Regions from separate parts of the Mus musculus genome. Here region 2 is linked to region 1. A link is a contact called in public HiChIP or PLAC-seq data. All regions are on one chromosome and are shown on one strand. The core of a region is the stretch at or near the end of the contact, and the rest is flanking DNA. Distances in the headings are between cores, read along the strand shown. Region 1 has its middle 23 kb from the start of Gadd45g. Region 2 overlaps Syk (spleen tyrosine kinase).

Evidence for each region. HiChIP or PLAC-seq counts read pairs in DNA pulled down with a chosen protein or histone mark.
Region 2: a contact with region 1 is called in an H3K27ac HiChIP or PLAC-seq map of T-cell acute lymphoblastic leukemia, with 9 times the contacts expected there. The contact joins two enhancer-like sites. A contact is called at or near these places in 1 of 39 promoter capture datasets (embryonic stem cells), 7 of 15 datasets of contacts at CTCF or cohesin (CD8 T cells, the NIH/3T3 cell line, embryonic stem cells and 3 more), 154 of 484 Hi-C or Micro-C datasets (the 4T1 cell line, the 63-12 cell line, the AML12 cell line and 87 more), 10 of 115 datasets of contacts at active chromatin or transcription factors (T-cell acute lymphoblastic leukemia, bone marrow-derived dendritic cells, bone marrow-derived macrophages and 6 more) and 2 of 9 other capture datasets (adipose tissue and embryonic stem cells).

What each region holds. Positions count from the first base shown.
Region 1 is chr13:51,822,375-51,825,667 of GRCm38.p6, reverse strand. No RefSeq gene overlaps it. Among named protein-coding and RNA genes, the nearest start is that of Gadd45g, 23 kb to the left of the region's middle. Within about 2 kb of position 1,632, at least 18 of the 459 cell types and tissues checked have an H3K27ac peak or open chromatin away from gene starts, as enhancers often do. A contact at or near this core is called in T-cell acute lymphoblastic leukemia, where this site is marked.
Region 2 is chr13:52,615,692-52,618,984 of GRCm38.p6, reverse strand. All of the region lies in intron 3 of Syk (spleen tyrosine kinase), which reads right to left. Among named protein-coding and RNA genes, the nearest start is that of Syk, 20 kb to the right of the region's middle. Within about 2 kb of position 1,659, at least 18 of the 459 cell types and tissues checked have an H3K27ac peak or open chromatin away from gene starts, as enhancers often do. A contact at or near this core is called in T-cell acute lymphoblastic leukemia, where this site is marked.

The sequences.
Region 1 (3,293 bases), core at 383-2,882:
CATGCATGTGTGTGCACTGGAGTCAGTGGAAGCCAGACAAGGGTGTTGGATCCCTTGGAATTGGTGGGAGTTTGTGAGCTGGCATCAGAAGTCAGACCTCAATGATGGAGCAGCGGGCTCTAGTAACTACTGAGCCATCTCTGCAGACCAGGTTCTTTCATTCTGACCTTCCTTAGTAATATTAACTCCCTGGTCACATGTTATACATCACACCGTAAATATATCTAAATGTGCATAGCTATCTATGTGCATTTGTGTAGTTTAGAGTGGCTTCAAAGGGGCTATGGAGACCGGAGCAGAACCGAAGGGGCTCATAGAAGCCTAGCTGGAAAGTGACTGCAGGGTTAGGAGATCCATCAGAGGCAAGGCTGGCTACAGAGTAAGGATTTGTTAGGCTTCCACATCAAGTGGAGCTGCAGATTCGAGGCCATGGAGCATGGAGGCCACGGACCGCGGAGGGCATCTGCAGGACCACAGGATCATGGGGCAAGATGTAGGAGCATGTCTAGACGAATAAGCAGGACAGAATTTCAGTAGGCCATACCAGGAGTACAGACCATGTTGAGCTAAAAGCCCAAAGACAGTCAGGGGGTCTTCGCCCTTGATGTGAATAGAACACTGGACCACTGACCATCCAATGATAGGTGACGTCCTCTCTGTAAAATCCAGGTGAGGGTTTTACACTTAGTAAGGCTGGTGTGTGTGATGGATTCCCTGGGCCTGGGTTATCTGATGTGGTCTTTTTATTTGTATGTGTGTGTGCGTGTGTGTGTCTATGTGTCTGTGTGTGCCGGTGGGGGATTGGAGGAGTAAGAGGATATGTGCATATGAGTACAGGTGCCCACAGAGGCCAGAAAAGGGCGTCCCATCTCCTGGAGCTGGAGTTTCAGACAATCATGAGCCTCCTTGCTGTAAGAATGCAGTGTTACAATGCAACGCCCCGCAGCCCTTCCTCTTTCAAGACCTCCACAGCCACCCTACTAAAATATTGTGAGTCTCTAGCTAACAGCCTTCTGAGCCCACAGGGTCTTGCACCTGGGAAGTGAGTTTACATCAAAGCGGGTCCTGCAGGCTTGCTCCCCACCCCTTTCCTGCCCCCTGCCTGGGATCTAAACCAGGACTGTGAAACCACCCATCCTCAGAGAGCTATAAAACTATAACCCACCTCGGCCATGTGGGCCCTGACTCCTCCCTACAGATGCTCGCTGCCACCCTGAATGTTTCAGACGATGGGACTTGAAGTATCCTCAGAGACACTCCGCTCCATGCTGTTGTCTGTCTGTCTGTCTGTCTGTAAACCACCTCTTCTAATACACTTCAGGCAGAGCAACAGCAGCAGTCATGTCTGCTGGCCTACTTCAGAACAATAGAAGGAAAGGTCAAAGGTCACAGTGGCCAAAGAGAACTGTGGTAAAAGTTTCCACGGGACCCCCTTGCTCTGGGCACTGAGAGCAATGTCTTTATTGGGAACTTTATCTAACAGTTTGCCTTTAAGTAGTCTCCCCAGGAAGTAATGTTCCCAAAGCGAAGCCCCCTTAGAACCTCTCCCTCTTTGCCTTTCCCTGTCCCCCATCCCCCGACTCAGAGGAAACCTTCCTCTGAAAGGTTCATTTTTCCCCAGAGTGGGAAGAGGTGTGTTGTATATTAACTTCCTCCTAGCTAAAAATTCCCCCGAGGGTGAAGTGGAAGGCTCATGAGATTCAGAAAGTAAACAAATTTCACATGTCTTGGGGAACCTAATGAGAGATCCCAGAGAGCCGTTCCTTAAGCTTATGGAAGCAGTAAGCAGTTAGCTGAGGGATGATGGGGGTGGGGGGAGTAGGTCTGCCTGGGCTGCCAGGAGAAGGGTCTCCCTGTCCTGTGGAGCCGCCCATCAAGCAGAGTGCACCAGGGCTGTAGCTTCCATGGACGAGGTGGGATCTTCAGAGATGCCCAGTTTCTGAACCATTTCTGTCCCGTAAGTCACCCCTGTTAGCATTTTCCTGTTAGGAGCCCCAGGAGAAACTAATCATGATTTCCCCCGCTTGGACTTTGGTCTGCCCTGGGTTCGCTTTCAGGAGGAGTAAATGCGTATTGTCACATCTCCGTAGGAAAGAGTCACATAAGGTGCCATTCTTGCTGCTGCTCCGGGAACCCACAGAAGAGCCTCTAAGGATGCCCAGTTTCCCAGCTGGTGAAGGGAAAATGTTTCAACTATTACAGGATTCCCCTAAAATCTGAAACTCCCCTAAACAGCTCATTAAAGTCAGAAAACAAAGCTGTCGGCTCCTTGGTTTTAAAGCACTTTAAACAACAGGCCAGCTTCTCCCTCTCAGACAGCGGTCCCTGCGTGTCAGGTAAATGTTTACCCACGCAGCAATGCTGGATCTTAATTGCTTTTTTCTGGATCTTTATTCCAATTTTGATGTCTGGTTTTAATCTCTTTATTCCTTTCCCCCCGGGGCTACAATTTCATTCCCCTACCCAAAGAAACCATTGTAGTTTCTGAGATGGAAAGGAGACAGAGGTTGCAGTTAATGCCTAGAGCGTGGTAAGCCCAAAAGACAGGCGATCCTGCTTAGCTGTGCCTTCCCAGGTGAGGACCCTGAGGTACATGGTCCAGCTGGACCATGTGAGGGATGAGGGAGGTTTGTGCATGTATGTTTGTGTGTGTGTGTGTGTATGTATATGCCTATGTATGTGTTTATGTACGTGTGCATTTATGTGTGTGTATGTGTATGTTTGTGCATGTGGGTGTGCATGTGTGTATACATGGGTGTGTTGTGAGTGGTTGTGAGTGTTCATATGTATGTATGTGTGTGTATATGTGTGTATGAGCACATGAATGTGTATATATGGTGCATAAGCATAGCTGCCCATACAGATACATGTGGAGACCAGAGAGGTCTTCCAGTACGTTATCCACCTTATTTTTTAAATGCTTTTTTTATGTACATAGATGTTTTGTGAGCACTTTATGTCTGGTCACCATATGTGTACAGTGCCCACAGAGGCTGTTGTGTCTTATAAAAAGAGAAAGAGAGAGAGAGTATGTTTGGTGGAGGTGTGGTAAGATATGGGGGAAGGGGGTGCCTCCTGCAGGCCCATGCTGAGGCATCCCTTCCCACTAAGGGACCAGGCACAGGACAGTATAGTATAGAATAGAGTTTATTCAGGGCATGGGGAGGGGAGTTGAGGCAGTGGAGACAGAGAAAGGCAGAGAGAGAGAGAGGAGAGAGAGAGAGAGAGAGAGAGAGAGAGAGAGAGAGAGAGGAGTAGAGGCTGGCCATGAGCATGTGGAAAGAGAGGGGGAA
Region 2 (3,293 bases), core at 410-2,909, 790 kb before region 1:
CACATCAACACACATAAGTAGGCATAGAATACAGAGAGAGAGAGAGAGAGAGAGAGAGAGAGAGAGAGAGAGAGAGAGAGAGAGAGAGAGAAAGAAAGGAGGGGGAAGAAGGGGAAGTGGGAAGGTAAGGGGAGAGAGAGAGGAGGAGGAGAGGGAGGGTAAGGGGGAGGGTAAGAGGAGCGGTAAGGAGAGGGAAGTTCGGTAAGTAGTAGGAGGAAATGTGTATGTGTATGTACGTGCATGCTCGGCAGACAGACCTTGAACTTGCCCCTCATAGATGTGAGAGAGGAGGGTGTGACTTTTGCTGGAAGGGCTTAACCCTCTTCTCTACCTTTGTGTGCCCTCCAGGGTAAAAGAATGTGTGGGTGGTGGTGAGACCAGGCAGTGAGTGGAGGGCCTGGGAGATAATGAGATACTGAAGGCTTCGGTGTGTAAAACTCTAGGGATGCGGTCTGCATCTGATACAGAGAGAGCAGGACAGCAGGTTCACTCCAGCCTGAGTACCACTCAGTCTCTGTGGCTATCGTCCAGGGGCATCTGTGATGGGGTCAGAGTTGAAAGGGGAGGGAAAATGTCTGAATGGGCAGGAGGAGAGAGGATGGAAGATGGGCGGGGGAAGAGGAGGGGAAGGAAAGAGAGGTGAAGAGAGAGGGGAATAATAGGTGGGAAAATGATCATTGCTCAGAGCTAAGAATGCACAGTAGCCTTTCCAAGAAGGCTAGGAAAACAGGAGACAGGGATCCTGGAATAAGTGACATTTGGTACAGAAACGCTGTGCCTGCCAACACCTTGAAGTAGCAACACTGGGTGTTGTCTGTGCAGATCCTGAAAGCAAGATCGGTCCCTAAAGCAAACCAGATCTGAGGCATGCCAAACTTGTGTTCTCTACCCATGCGTCTTCTGAAACATCTTCCACAATCATCTCTCCCTGCACTGTGGAGAGGGTGCAGTAGGAAAAGTGCTTGTCTTGCAACCAGGATGATCTGAGTTCAACCTTTAGAATCCCTATTAAAGCAAACAAACAAGCCAAGCAGTGGTGGCGCACGCCTTTGATCCCAGCACTCGGGAGGCAGAGGCAGGCGGATCTCTGAGTTCAAGGCCAGCCTGGTCTACAGAGTGAGTTCCAGGACAGCCAGGGCTTCACAGAGAAACCCTGTCTTGAAACCCTCCCCCACCACCACCACCAAAGAAAAACAAAAACAAACAAGCAAGCCAGTTAGCAAGCTCCCCAAACAACAAACAGCAAACAAACACAGCCAAGTGTCATGATTTTGCTTACAGTCCCTGTGCTGGGAAGGCAGAGGCAGAGGCAGAGGCAGGTGGATCTCTGGGACTTGCAGGTAGTAGATGTCCTAGCATAATCAACAAGCCCCAGGTTCCAGGGTGAACTCGGTGGACAGCTCCCGGGGACTATCTCATGGGTGGACAGCTCCCAGGGGGACTATCTCCTGAGGCTGACAGCTGGTCTGTACAAGATAGGCAGGCATACACCCAGCCCCTCGCTGCTTTCTCTTTGTCTTTCTGCTCCAGTCCCTAGGTAGAGATTCTTTTTTGTGGCTTCTCTTCCAGCTTCCCAGGGCCTCTGAGCAGCATCAGTAAACTGACACTGACATCAGTCCACGGCTGTCTTTGAACTTTCCCTTCAGACGGGCTAGGATGCTTCTTTTGATCGCCCTGGTGGCAAACCCACACAGATCAAATGAATGACCTGCTTTGATCACCCATACCAGTGTGGGAAGACAGACTGACTGACTGACTGAACTCGGCTTTCGCCGTGGCCCAGGAGGCTCACAACAGTTACTGTCTCATTCCTTAACGAACAAAGAGAAGGGTTTCTTTGATGCCCACAATATAATTTTGAAAAGTAGGCATAGATCACCCCGTAAGCTGGAACTTGAGGAGGCAAACTTGTTTGGCAAATGAAAGCAACAGCACGAGCTTGGGGCTGAGGAGGAGATAGTCCAGTCAGTAAAATGCTTGCTGAGCAAGTGGGAGGAGATGGAAGCGAGGGTGGGGCAGGGGGCATATCCTTTAAATCCCAGCACTAGGGAGGTGGAGAGAGACAGATCCCTGAGACTCACTGGCCAGGAAACCTAGCCCAATTGATGAGCCCCAGGTCCTAGTGAGAGACACTTTTTGAAGGAGCAATGTGGTTGGCTCTTGAGAAGTAACATATAAGGTTGACCTCTACCCTCTGTATGTATGCACTATCATGTACACCTGCATACATTTGCATGTGCATGTACACACACACACACACACACACACACACACACACACCAGTGTTAGTGGAGTTGAGGACAAACACAGTTACCAGCACTACAGTGGGCAGGAGCCAGCCTTTAGGGTAGCAGCCGCCACTTGAATCCTGAAGGAAAGCACTTGAGCACAGGGCATTCTGCATCCCCACAGATGAGTATCAACCAAATATGAACTCAAAAAGGTCACCCCAGATGTAAGTAAACATGAGTTATGATAAAAGAGGCATCGGATAAGAGAGAGACATGGAGGAAAATTATATGTATACCTGGATATGCTCAGTATTAAAACTATGAGATGGGATACAAACTAGCGATGATGCATGGAACGCTTAAAGAAACAAAACAGGAATCAGCAACCAACCAACGAGATGCTCCTAAAAATGCCGAGGAACAATTGTGAAAAGTAAACAAACCCTACTCCAAATTTAATTTCTGGACATTGAAAGATGTAACTATTTTTTAAAAGTTAATGAGCAAAAAAAGGACAGATTAGACAGAGATCAAACAAAAGTTAATATGAGAAGAAACATGGTGACAGGCCCACGTGACATGGGGGAGGAGAGGCAACAGACATTAAGCAGGCTGGAGAGGCTGCAGTAAGGAGCCCACACTTCCTCTGAAGGACAAGGGGAAGGTAGGCGTTCTTTAGAGTTGATTGGAAACATCGGTGGATGTAGGGAGCACAGGTCTACCACAGTCCCCAGCTTGTCTCCGAACTTGACCCAGTTAATCTTCACAATGGAACATTGTGGATGGTGGAACAGGAAAGCAGACATTGATCTACAGGGAGCACTTAACTTGACTCCCAGCAGATTCTTGAAACTAGAGGGTACTGAACTAAGTACCACATAAGCGCAGCTTCTCTTGGGCATCATTAGTCTTCGTCTGGAGCCATTACTAAGTAAAGTAAGGGTTTTAACACAGTTGCCACGACATCATAGGGACCTCCCTTCCCATAGCTGGTCACATGCAACATGTTCTGGCAATACTGGGTCACTAAGGCTCTCACAGATACTTCTTCGGCTAGGGCAT